Linked DNA regions of Mus musculus: region 2 is linked to region 1. The links are chromatin contacts, called in public HiChIP or PLAC-seq maps. All regions are on one chromosome and are shown on one strand. The core of a region is the stretch at or near the end of the contact, and the rest is flanking DNA. Distances in the headings are between cores, read along the strand shown.

Region 1 (6,581 bases), core at 1,760-4,259:
GAGGGTATAAACACTCTTGCACACTATCGCCTTGCCTGACTTTACATGTGGGTGCTGAGGACTTGAACTCAGGTCCCCAGGCTTATGCACCAACCACTCTTAACCCACTGTGCTACTTCCCTATCTCTCATCTTGTTTTTTTGAGTCAGGATCTCTCACTGGCAGGGGCCTCACCCAGGAGGCCAGGCTGGCATTCCATGAGGGCCCTGTGGGGAATCTTAATTTCAGCCTTCTCAGCTCTGGGATTACAAGTATTCTGGCTGGAGAGATGGCTCAGCAGTTAAGAGCACCTACTACTCTTCCAGAGGTCATGAGTTCAAATCCCAGCAACCACATGATGGCTCACAACCATCTGTAGTGGGGATCCGATGCCCTCTCCTGGTGTGTCTGAAGACAGCAATATTGTACTCATATGCATAAAATAAATAAAATCTTAAATAAACAACAACAACAACAAAACAAGTATTCAACACCATGCCTGGTTTTTTTCACATTGGTTCCAGGGACTGAATGGAGACATGCCACCCCCCCCCCCTCTTTTTTTTTGTTTTTTGTTTGTTTTTCGAGACAGGGTTTCTCTGTGTAGCTCTGGCTGTCCTGGAACTCACTCTGTAGACCAGGCTGTCCTTGAACTCAGAAATCCACCTGCCTCTGACTCCCAGGTGCTGGGATTAAAGGCATGTGCCACCACTGCCCAGCGACATGGCTCCTTTTTAAAGAACACTTACTGCTTCTTGGCTCAGGTTAAGTTCCAACTGCCTATAACTCCAGTTCCAAGAGATCCAGTGCCCCCTTCTGGCCTCCGAGGGTAGATCCCGATTCAATAACAAATGGGAGTTTGTAACTTCGGGCTTTTTCTCCCACACCACTTTGTTCCCTGTAATAACGACTCTGAGGGTAATTATTAATACATACTTAGGCCATAAGCTTTGGCTTGTTCTCCAACTAGCTCATAACCCAATTATCTCTCTTATTCTATATTAGTTCAGCTATGTGGCTGCTTTCCGGGCAAATCTCCTGTGGCTAACTCTTTCCCAGAATTCTCTCTTTTTCTCCCAGATGTCCCACCTCCTATTTCCTGCTCCAGCTCATTGGCCACTGACTTCTTTATTCATAGTGATGCTTATAAGAGATTCTATCGGAGCTGGGGGTGTAGCTCAGTAGTAAGAGTGCTCTGGGTTCTGGGGTCCTCATGGTTGTATGGCAAGCTCTTTACTGACTCAGCCATCTCCCTACTTCCACTTTCCTTTTTTTTTTTTTTTTTTTTTTTTTGGTTTTTCGAGACAGGGTTTCTCTGCATAGCTTTCGCTGTCCTGGAGCTCACTTTGTAGACCAGGCTGGCCTTGAACTCAGAAATCCGCCTGCCTCTGCCTCCCCAGTGCTGGGATTAAAGGTGTGCGCCACCACGCCCGGCCCTTTTTTTTAAGATAGGGTCTTGCTATGTAGCCCAGGCTGACTAATGCTCTACCTGCCTCCGCCTCATGGCATTATGGGTGTATAGCAACAAACCCAGCTCTAGAAATTTTTTTAAGTCAATTATTGTAATTGCAAATGTACCAGGACTGGAAGATCTTAGCGTTGGTGTCTTCTCTTTCCATTTTATTAAAGGGGAAAGCCTAAAAGCAAACTAAGCAAACAAAAACCTGGTTTGAAGAAGTGATCTCCCAAGTGAAGGCTGGCCTCTGAGAACTGTCCTGGGATGGGCTGGACCTAAGCTTTGTCTTCTGGTTCCAGATGAATAACCGATAACCACAGATACACATCTCAGCAGCCTGAGCACCACATGTCTCGGAGAGTGAACTCTCCACACCTGGAAGGTTTTGGGTCTGTGTTTCTTTTTCTTTCCCTTTTTCTTTTTCTTCTTCTTTTTCTTTTACTTTTTTTCTTGCTGATGATATAACCCCGGGCCTTGCAAGAGCTAAGCTAGCAATCTACCGGTGAGCTACATCTCTAGCCCCACAAAGCTATCAGATGATTAAAAAAAAAAAAAGATCCATGAATAGGCTGGAGAGGTAGCTGTGTGGGAATTGCCCTCCCTATTAAAGATGAAATGTGCTGCTTTACATATGTATATTTCTCCGTCTGGCCGCTGATCAGTGGACAGTCTCACTGTGGTGTGCAGGAATGTTGGAATGTTTCTTCATGCTCCTGTTGCAATTCCAGAAGTGGAATCCATGCGTCGGGCACCTGACCTTAAAATGCCTAAAGCACCAAGCCCATGTCATTTTCCACAGTGGCTGCCCGGAGGACGTCACTTTGAAGTTTCCCCTAGCGGGAAGGCTGATAGTGCTGTGGACTGAGTGGAGGAGAAACAGTGTTGTTAGTGTGCTTGTATGCTCTCAGGGGTCATGCCTGAAGAGAAAAACGATGAAAAGAATGAGGAGCGGAGGACTGCTGTGATGGAGCGATATTACTGACGTCATTATGGGGAGAGAACTAGGACACAGAGGACAAATGGCTCAGGAGGGTTCCTTCATGGGGAAGCCAGGGCTGCTATCCTGTGCTTTCAATATTCAGCTTGATGCACGGGAAATAATTGTTACCTAGAGACACTATGAGACTAAAAGCCAGAACTAGGAGGTGACAACTCCAAACATCCTTTGAGGTGCACGGTCTAATTTGTTTGGGTGTCTGTTTAACCTCTCTAATTTATTGACCTTGAAACCGCGTCTGCTTTTCTGGGTCGGAGGTGGATGGGAATCTTGGACATCCTATAAGAAAGGACAGGGAGACAAAGAAAATCAGTCCACAATGCAGATCTACCAGATGTGGAATAAAACTCACGGGGTTACCAGTGTATGGCACCGATTCAGTGCCCATCACGGGACATCAAAGATCCCCGCGCATGAAGAAGGAGGTCTGTGTGTCACCACTCTTCTCACCCTTAGGAGTTTAAAGCAGAGGTCCGGGGACTCAACCACGGAGTCCAGGCAACTTCCCCAGCCGAACCGCACCCAGTCTCCCCTGCCGCAGTCCCGGTGCCAGGAGCGCAGGCTGGGGACCACGGCGGGCACGTGGGATCGGCTGCAGCACTGCGCCAGTTCAGCCCGCCTAGCAGCGAGCGGCCGCGGCCTCTGGAGAGAGGTTCCTCCCCCTCTGCTCTGCACCAGTCCGAGGGAATCTGTGGTCAGTGACGCGCATCCTTCAGCGAGCCACCTGCAGCCCGGGGCGCGCCGCTGGGACCGCATCACAGGCTGGGCCGGCGGCCTGGCTACCGCGCGCTCCGGAGGCCATGCGGGCGTTGGCGCAGCGCAGCGACCGGCGGCTGCTGCTGCTTGGTAAGGCCCCTCACCCCCTCTGCACCCCGGCCGAGCGCGCATCACTCCCTCATACCCACCGCGCGCTCCCCTCGCCGCCGCATCACTCCCCTCTTTCACGTCCCCCCTTTCAAGCGGTGAACTTGGCTTTGGTTTGCCCACCCCTGCCCTCACCCTCCTCCGCAGCGCTCCTCTGCAGCTCAGTCCCCAGGCCACCGCGCCTGGGCTTGGGCTTGGATGCTCCGTCAGCCTCTGAGAGTCTTCTTCAGCAGCGCAGGTGGCCCGAGACTCCCTGACCCGACCTCTGGGTACTATAGATTCTCGAGCCGGTGCGTTCTCACCTCTTTGAGATGTAGGCTGACAGAGCAAACTAATGGGAAAACTGCGAGCATCCTCTGCTAGAGCGGTCATCCCTGCTAACGACCCCCACCTGTACCAATTTTCGCTTCACTCAGTGGCTAGTTACTTTGGAAATACTATGCAAAACAGATTTATAAATTTAAAAACTAGCTACCCTTCCCCTCTCCATACTTTTCTTATTTTAGGATTAAACCCTAGTGACACTTTCAAGGACTCCTAGGACTACTCTCCCAAGTTGCCTGTTCGGGTAGAAGCATAGCTGTGATTGAAAATAGTAACTAACTATAGGGGGGAAAGTCCCCATTCTGCCCAGTTCTAATCGGTCTCGCGTCAGCTTTCTGTTTGGGAAGACAAGGGGGTTGGATTGAGTTGGAGTTGGAGACAGTTCTAGAAGTCGGGGGTGGGGGTGGGGGGAGATCAGGCCCTGCCCTAGTTTTGCAGCCTTCTGAGGCACTCCTGGCTTGGCCTCAGTCTGCCCAGTGGCCTATTTCCCCTTCATTTCCAACATTTAGGATTCTGGCTTGAACCTTCCGTGACAAATAGAGAAAACATTTTGCAACATTAAATGAGCAGAAACGGTTTCCAATTACTTTAAAAAAAAAGATGATAAAATTAAAAAATGTAGGCTATAAAGGAAAAGGATGGGGAGAACGCTGTACCTTTCTTAAGCGAGTTGATGCACAGGGACATCTCAAACGCATGGCGTGGCGTGCTTTTCTTTTCAGGCTCTATTAATGCAAAATGGTTAGCTTTGGCTGTGTATGAGATTAGATTAGTGACTTTCCCATAGCAGAGATGATTTTTCTAAAGGGCTAAAGGGTTCTAGGGAAGTAACTCAGAATCAGAGTAGGACTTGCAGCCATGCTCAAACCGCACTGAACTCCTTCGTAGGAAATGTCTTAGTCCCTCTCCAGATTCAAAGCGCAACACATGTGCAAAATCTTCTGTGTCCACTCCCCAGTTGTTATATATCAGTGTACCTACATAACCACTGTACGTCAAGACATAGAGTGACTCAGCTTCCAAGTTACCCCCACTCCTCAAACTCACTCTATATCACTTTTGCCAGTTGGTGAGATTTACAAAGAGCAAATCACTGTTATACCCCACCCCTCTCCTTCAGTGCTGGGGCTCAGACTCCAGGCCTCACGTACATGTGGCTTTATTTGTGTTGGGCACTGCTACTTCAAAGAGAGGATTTCAATATGACAACAAACGAGAGACTGTCTCTTCCATTATGGCCGAGGAGTTCATAGAGCAGCAGGACACAGTCTTGTTGCTGACGTTGTTATTGGTTGCCTTGGCTACTTTTCTATTGCAGTAAAGAGACACTGTGACCAAAGCAACTTTTATAAAAGAAAGACTTTCTCGGGGGTTTGCTTACAGTTTTCGAGGGTGAGTCCATGGCTCTTCTGGGGGCGGGGCTGACACAGACATGGTAGGCAGGCTGTGCTGGAGCAGTAGCTGAGAGCTCAGATCTAGACCCACAAGCATGAGACACAGAAAGCTAACTGGGAATGGCTTGGGCTTTTGAAACCTCAAAGTCTACCCCTAATGACATACCTACTCCATCAAGGCCACACCCAATCCTTCCCAATTGGTTTTATATCTGTGGCACAAGCATTCAAACAGATGAGCCTAAGGGGGCCATTCTTCCTCAGAACGGGACAGTACACTCCCTGGCCCCCACTTGCTGGCTTTTAGCCCTGTCATCATGCAAAGCGCATTTAATCCTACTTTGAAAGTCCCCATAGATCGCTTCTCGGCCTTTTGGCTAAGATCAAGTGAAAGTCCCCATAGACTCTCAACACAGTTTAAAAGTTCAGAGTCCCTTCTGAGACTCAAGGCAGTCTCTTAATTGTAATTCCCTGTAAAATCAAAAGCCCAAAAGCAAAGTGTGTACTTCCAACATACAACGGTACAGAAAATACATTTTCATTTGGAATGTGAAAACGAGAATGTAGTGAAGAAATACTGGATCAAAGCAAGACTGAAGGGCAAACTCCAAATCCTGTGCTCTGTCTGATGTCAAAAGCTTAGACAGCTCTGCCCTTCCAGCCTCGCTGACTGTGACACACTTCTCTTTGATGAGCTGGTTCTTGGTCTGAAGCTGTCCTTGGCAGGAATCCCATAGCTTTGGTATCCCCAACATCCTAGGGTCTCCAACACAGTCCAGACTTCATTTTCACAGCTTTTAGCATTGGCCTCTGTGGGTCTCCATGTAGGGAGTTCCCTGACACAGGCCTGGTCTCAGACGCTCTCCTTAACTGCGAAGGGACATTCCACAACCGGTGTACTCCTATATGCTTCATAACTAAAGGTAGACTCTCAGCTTAAGTAAGTGGGGTCTCGGCCTGAGGGCAGGACTCCCTGGATTCCATGTCACTTTAAGCCTTTCTTTTTTTTTAAGATTTATTTATTTATTTATTTACTATATGTGAGTACACTGTACACTGTACACTGTCTTCAGACACTCCAGAAGAGGGCTCCAGATCTTGTTATGGATGGTTTTGAGCCACCATGTGGTTGCTGGGAATTGAACTCACGACCTTCAGAAGAGCAGTCAGTGCTCTTAACCGCTGAGCCATCTCTCCAGCCCCCACTTTAAGCTTTTCTTTAAGCTTCTTAACTCTCTGAGCACAAGACTTGGCTTCAACTTTAAATTTCCTGGTGCTCTTTTTCAACTCAAACTGTACATTTTTAAAATTTCTTTTTGCCCTGCTTGTGCCCCCTTTTCACTGTAGATCGGCAAGAGAGTGATCACGCAGAACCACACAACACGGTCACTATAAGGCTACCCTGGAATAAACTGTGCCAAAGAAATAAGTCCCAGGCATATTCTTAGGACAAGGGCAAAAAGCAGTCACATTCTTTGCCAACATATCAGAAAGATGGTCTCAAGCCCAGTTGCTAGTATTTTTCCCCTGTAAAACTTCCAGAGATGGGCCTCCCTGGTCCACATTG
Region 2 (6,581 bases), core at 2,112-4,611, 74 kb before region 1:
AGATAACTGAGAAGGAAGGACACAGAGGGAAGGACACAGAGTTCTCATCAGTGGAAGAAGGACATGACAAAGACAGCAGAGTCTAGAGGAAGCCACAACGAAGAGCACCGACAGGTATTTATAACCAAGCTAGGTGTGCACGCAACCATTTCTGACTGTGCAACCGCGCAGAGAGCAGCGATGCGCCTGAGGGAGAATGCGCTGATCCTCAGTTCCATGTTCTGGGCCATGCAGATGAACAGTTTCTATAAATCATATACTAAGGAAGACTGACTACAGACAACTGAAGGAAGGATTTGGAAATCAAATGTGACTAGAGCAGGCCAAGTACTAAAGGTGGGCCATCTGCAAAAGGGCTCTCTGAGAAGGCAAGAGAATCAAGTGGGGCAGGGAGAAAACACTACATACACTATGTGCCTCTGTACAGGAAAACCTTAAAGGTGCAACCAAGTCACGTGCTATATGCATGGCTGCAATTACAGTAAGCACGGTTATTTCTCCCTGCCCTACTCATTGCTCTTTGTTGTTGTCACCCTAAATAAGAGTAATCAGCAGTGACCAGTGCCACACTCAGTAACCACACCACTTTACTAGCCTTCTCCTGAAATTACACCAGAAACATTCTACTTCCCTTAATATGCCCTTCACTCGTTTTGTATTTGAAAACCCTTATCTTATCTTTTCTTTTCTTTTTTTTCCTTTTCTTTTTTTTTTAAAGATTTATTTGTTTATTTTATTTATGTGAGTACACTGTAGCTGTCTTCAGACACATCAGAAGAGGGCATCAGATCTTATTACGAATGGTTGTGAGCCACCATGTGGTTGCTGAGAATTGAACTCAGGACCTCTGGAAGAGTAGTCAGTGCTCTTAACCGATGAGCCATCTCTCCAGACTCCGGAAAACCTAGCTTTTTTTTTGGGGGGGGGGGGGGGAGGACAGGGTTTCTCTGTGTAACCCTGGCTGTCCTGGAACTCACTCTGTAGATCAGACTGGCCTTGAACTCAGAAATCCGCCTGCCTCTGCTTCCCAAGTGCTGGGATTAAAGGCGTGCACCACCACTGCCTGGTGTCTTCTTTTTGACCTGGCCCCTAACCGTTACTTCTTCCACTTCTGACACTAACTCATCTCTCTAGCTGTAGACAGAAAGTAAAACAAGCCCGAAAGAGAGATGCATGTTGCAGATAACGAAGCCAGAAGTGCAGTCATCTAAGTAATAAGCCCTTTGCAACTAAACACCTAGAACCAGTCATGGAGCTACAGAATTTTCTATTTACCCTTCTGGGTTTCAGCCTTGTGTTGGTCCAGTTTTTCCTGGCTGTGCTCCCATTTATTATAGTATATTCTATGCCATTGTATGTTGGAAATATATAATTTGCTTTCTTTTCTTTTTTTTTTTTAATGATAGTTAAGAGATCATTGTGTCAGAAGAGACTTTGGGCTTTTGAACAGCGTTGAAATTGTCAAACACTCCAAGGGCATCTAAAATTAGACTAAATCCATCTGCATCATGATATGGCCATGCCTATGGAGAATACGGAGCAGAGTGTAGCCAAATGAATAAGAAATGTTCCCCTAGAGCAGTGGTTCTCCACCTTCCCAATGATACAGTTCCTCGTGTTGTGGTGGCCTTCCACCAAAAATTTACTTTGTTGCTATTTTCTAACTGTAACTTTGCTACTGTTAAGAACTGTAATGTAAAATATCTGATATGCACACGGTCTAAGGCTGCCCCTGTAAAAGGGTCCTGTGAAAGACCCCCAAAGAGGTTGAAACCTACAGGTTGCAAGCTGATGCACTACAGGCTCATGTACTTCGACACTTAGCTCTAGCTAGCAAGCTGGTGGTACTGTTTAGGGGTGGCAGTGAAAGAACCTTTAGAAACTGGAGCCTTTGATAAAGGAACTATGTCACTAAGGGCATGCTTTGAAATTTTACAACATTTCCTGTTCTCTGCTTCCCATGTATGCAGATGAAAATGTTATGTACTTGCTAACTAACATGCCCTCCTCACCACTCATGTGCTCTAAACCTCTAGAACCAAAAGCCAAAATGAACCCTTTCTTTACTAAATTACTTTTGGGTGTGGTATTTATCACAGCAACAAAAAGCTAACTAATACAAATGCCATTAACTTCTAACTAGTAGATAGCCTTATCAAAATTATTTTCAAGTGACTGGTGAAAGTGCAAACTTCAGCTAAGGGATGAACGAAAGGCATGAAAGGAGCTCACACAAGTAGGAACTAGGCTCCCAAATCTGCTGCACAGTTGCCCAGACATATGAGCCCTTTCCTTATGTAGTATTCTTTCTTGCTGGTTACCAAGATAATAGAAGATAAACATGGCATATTTATAAGTTAGAAGGAAGAAATCTTTCTACAGGAAGAAGTTCTTGAAAAGCCAAAGCAAAGATCTGCAAACAGCAGTAAAGCCAGATTCCAAGGCATCCTGTACCAGGAGAGAACACAAACCACAGCACCAAAGGGTCTGAATAAGAATCTCCCAGGTTCACTGGCCATTACTTACCAGGAAACAGCAGGCTGGGTAGAATCAGGGAAAGGGAATGGGGAGATGGAGACAGTGCTAAGGGGATGGAGGCAGAGAGCACTGCATTCACTTCAAGGGACTGCAGTCACTGCAGTTCTCTAACTCTCCAAAGTCCCAAGGAACTCTAACCTAATAATATATAACCTAATATAAGCAAACTCTTACACTTACTAATTCCAGTCTATTCCATCAAAATCTATAATATTCCTATCCCTGGGCCCTAAAGACTAAAACCTACCTGAAGTAGCACTCTAACCTAGTGAGTAACTAAAGAACTAAGCATATCTAAGGAGCTTCCAAAACTTCTCTGAGTTCCTAAAAGAAGCACCAGTTAGAGAAAGCACTCACAGAAGGATCTGTGATCCATAACACTAACGTGCACCTACTTATGAAGTAGGTCTCAAGAGGGTGAAGTTACATCAAAGGAGATACTGACAAGTAGACAAGGAAATCAAATGGATCCTCTCACAAACCTGCCAAGGTCCAGCCTCAGCGTGAGAAGGGTCCTGAGAGAGGCAGGGATGGGAGTGGTGCTGATTCAGTAATGACTCAGGGTCAGTAGCAGATGCAAGCTGTCAGTTCAGGTGCTCTCTGTTCCCTGAGGATTCTCATCATTTTCCTTCTTTTCCTTTCTGACCAGAGAGCCTAAACCCAGTCTTTTATTTTTTAAATTATATCATCAAGGCTTTGCTCATTGTTCATAATATTTAAAATTCTTACATTTACATAAATTCTATTGAGTCTCAGATCAATAGTCCCAAGCCTCACTCCCTTAGAGCAGAAACTAAACACAAAGCAAAAGCACATTTCCTCATAGGTTTTACATAGCCTGTTCTTCACGGCTAGCTAGGCACAGCTCTTGCGGTTTCTTGGTACAGCAGACAGCAGTCTTTTAGTAACTATTTTCATGGAAAATCGAAAGATGATATACTACTAAAGTTAAAATGATTCCTTACAAAGTTTTAAACTTTAGGTTAAGTAACACAGTGAGCTCTTTGTCTCTCCAGGCACTATCAACTCCAACTCTTCAAGTAGCCAGAAGAACAAAGTACTAACTTTTTATATGCTTATCTATCATCTTTTTATTTCTCTAATCTTTGCTTCCTATCCTAGCAATTCCAATGCCCTCATGTACTCTCCTTCTAGTACCATTTGTTCTAAATTATACATCATAAGTCTTTCTCCTATAAAACTGTCTATCGTTCACTCATATTTTATAGATTACTATTTTTTTCTATCCGTGCCTTTTCTTCTTGAGACCACTTTAATTCTGTCCTTGATGTCCCCAAGTTCACCCTGGCTAATTAATGCAGCAGTCATTGGACCAGAGGGTACCTGTATCTCCTCACGATTTTAAATTCAAGGCCAAGTCTGGCAATGAACTATTTCAACAAAGGACCACGTAGGCTTTTATGGCCTCTGTGGTTATGTTGTCTAGATCCTTTCCCATGGCCCTAAAGGCCAAGCAGAAGGCATGCTCCTCATCCTCCTCAGCCTCATGACCACCTCCATTCCTCACTCCTGAGAACCACATCTGTTTCATTGATTATGGCAACGGGGGAAGTATATTCCCCAGAGAGAGACTGAAAGTAAAGTAGTAAAGACAGCAGATCAGCTTGAGGGCAACAGCATCCATCAGCACGTGTGGGGACCGTGACGATCAACAGCCTGGTAATGCTCCAGGGGCAGGAACTGTGTCACACCTCCCCTTATGCAGCCATGCCGGACCCAGCACAAACCCAACAGTCTTCATGCATTTCATCATTTTACCAGATAAGCTACTATCACAGTAATGCGAAAAACTTATGGTTCATAACTATTTTAAAACTTCTGAGGCAGCATGAATGCCTTTAATACATCAGTACTTTCAGGCAAATTCTAATCTCTAATACCACAAACATTTTATAGAGCTTTACATCACTCAATCCTGTCATTCAAGTAGGCATCAGATTCTTACAAGATGAAACATGGTCACCAAGCACACATCCATACATGCAAACAACTGTACACGTAAAATAATTCTTATAAAAACTAAAATAAAGCAAACAGATATGAAGAATGACACCAATGTCAACTTCTGGCTCCAAAAGCACACACATAGGTGTATGTACCCATGCATGCATGACACACACACACACTAACACCTATATATACATATGGTTTTAGAATAATTACTACAAAATTACACATAACTGCTCAGTAAAAGAAAATCAAAGTGATGTTTACAATAATGACCAAAATAATTTGAGAAAAAAAGTATAGTTTCAAATAGTGCACAATTCAGTGGAAAACGACAAACAGATTAAAGAAAATCACCCAAAAATAGAAAAACTTTCAACTAAGAACTACTAGAGAACAGTGAGATATGTCTATTTCCTCCAGACTTAACAGTGCTCCCTGGGAAGGCCACATTAACACCATCTCCTGAGAGAAAAGAAACACGTTCAGGCCCCACTTACAATGAGACAGTGTAACAGAAGTACAGAGACTCAGTAACACGTTCCAGTGCCTGTGTTATGAACCACCTTCCTCCCCAAAAAAGCAAGAGCCCATCCAAGTCAAACACAATGTATGTAGACAGAAAGGACGGCCCAGAAAAGGAAGGCAGCAACAGATCTTAAAAACAAAACCCAATCAGATATTCAGACACAGGCTGGAGAGATGGCCCAGCAGTTAACATTAGCACTGGTTCAGACACTTAAGTGAAAGGTATAAATAGGTGAGAATTTTGTTTTAAAACTTTTTTGTAGCCAGACGTGGTGGCACATGCCTTTAATCCCAGCACTCGGGAGGCAGAGGCAGGCGGATTTCTGAGTTCGAGGCCAGCCTGGTCTACAAAGTGAGTTCCAGGACAGCCAGGGCTAAACAGAGAAACCCTCTCTCGAAAAACAAAATAGGTGAGAATCATGAAAACCAAAAACAGGAGAGGTACCACAAGCAAACTATCAAAAAGCAGGGATAAAAGCAGGCTATAATAAGGAAAAAAACCTCAAGATTTAGATCTTGATTAATTACAACTGGGTTTTTTTCCTAAAGCAGTTTTCCATTTGGCAAATGGGTTATATTTAATACAACAGTAACATATACTGCCTGATTTTTTCATCCTTCAGTTAATCAGCAGGAAAACCTCAGCTAAGAAGTGGTACTGCGTGCTCAGTATGGAAGGCAAACATTTAGTTTTGCCAGGCGTACTTGTGCAGAGCTTTAATCATAGAAGCTGTGCTGTGTGGCCATCTCCTCAATTCGCAACCCATGCTGTGTACTCATCTCAAAGCTCAACCTCTAACAGGTCCAGGGTTGGGACAGCAAAAAATTACAGAACACAAATGTTTGGTTAAAGAATGGGTAAGAAGGTGGGCTTGGTGGCACTGGCCTTTCATCGCAACACTTGGGAAGTAAAGACAGGTGACCTCCTCTAAGTTCAGCAAGTTTTTAGTTCCCCACAAGAACTTCAAGATGGAAATGAGAAGAAAAAGCTTCATGCTGAAGCAACAGGAACTTGAGGACAAACCAAGTACAGTGAACAAGAAACACAGGCAGAAAAGAGGAACACACAACCTTAACTGTTGTGAACTTCGGTATTCTGGGGTTGATAGTATCATTTACCTCCTCAATATTTGTTGGGTGAAAAAGATCTCAGTATAAGATCTAATTGAAAGCTCCTTCCTAGCTTGAAACGTAACCAGTTTCTCTAGAGCGGTGGCTCTCAACCTTTCTAACGCTGCTACCCTTTAGTGCAGTTCCTCTTGCTATGCTGAGCCCCAATCATAACATTACATTGTAGCTGTTTTGTAACTATAATTTTGCTGCTGTTATGAATCCTAAAGTAAACATCTAATATGCAGATGGCAACCCCTGTGAAAAGGCCACTCAGCCCCAGGTTGAGAACTGCTGTGTTGGTGCCTTTTCTCACACAGACAAAAACCTGATAAACCTGAACACGTGAAGAAAACATCATCTTCAAAGCAGGAGAAGTGTTCATGATCCTTGGTGAGAAGGGTTTGAATTCTGTTCTCAACTGGTTGATGATGGGA

What was found. HiChIP or PLAC-seq counts read pairs in DNA pulled down with a chosen protein or histone mark.
Region 2: an H3K4me3 HiChIP or PLAC-seq map of the 230-238 cell line shows a contact between it and region 1, with 24 read pairs. The contact joins the enhancer-like site here to the promoter of Flt3 in region 1. A contact is called at or near these places in 1 of 39 promoter capture datasets (trophoblast stem cells), 1 of 15 datasets of contacts at CTCF or cohesin (the NIH/3T3 cell line), 2 of 484 Hi-C or Micro-C datasets (erythroblasts and nephron progenitors), 2 of 115 datasets of contacts at active chromatin or transcription factors (the 230-238 cell line and embryonic stem cells) and 2 of 9 other capture datasets (embryonic stem cells and macrophages).

Annotation. Positions count from the first base shown.
Region 1 is chr5:147,396,917-147,403,497 of GRCm38.p6, reverse strand. It overlaps Flt3 (FMS-like tyrosine kinase 3), which reads left to right and starts at 3,009. Exons shown (of 24, transcript NM_010229.2): 1 at 3,009-3,278. The coding sequence starts at 3,233. Gm26597 (predicted gene, 26597) reads right to left here and starts at 3,944. Exons shown (of 2, transcript NR_165432.1): 1 at 3,599-3,944; 2 at 1,579-2,711.
Region 2 is chr5:147,470,886-147,477,466 of GRCm38.p6, reverse strand. All of the region lies in intron 4 of Pan3 (PAN3 poly(A) specific ribonuclease subunit), which reads right to left. Among named protein-coding and RNA genes, the nearest start is that of Pan3, 44 kb to the right of the region's middle. Within about 2 kb of position 3,361, at least 27 of the 459 cell types and tissues checked have an H3K27ac peak or open chromatin away from gene starts, as enhancers often do. A contact at or near this core is called in the 230-238 cell line, where this site is marked.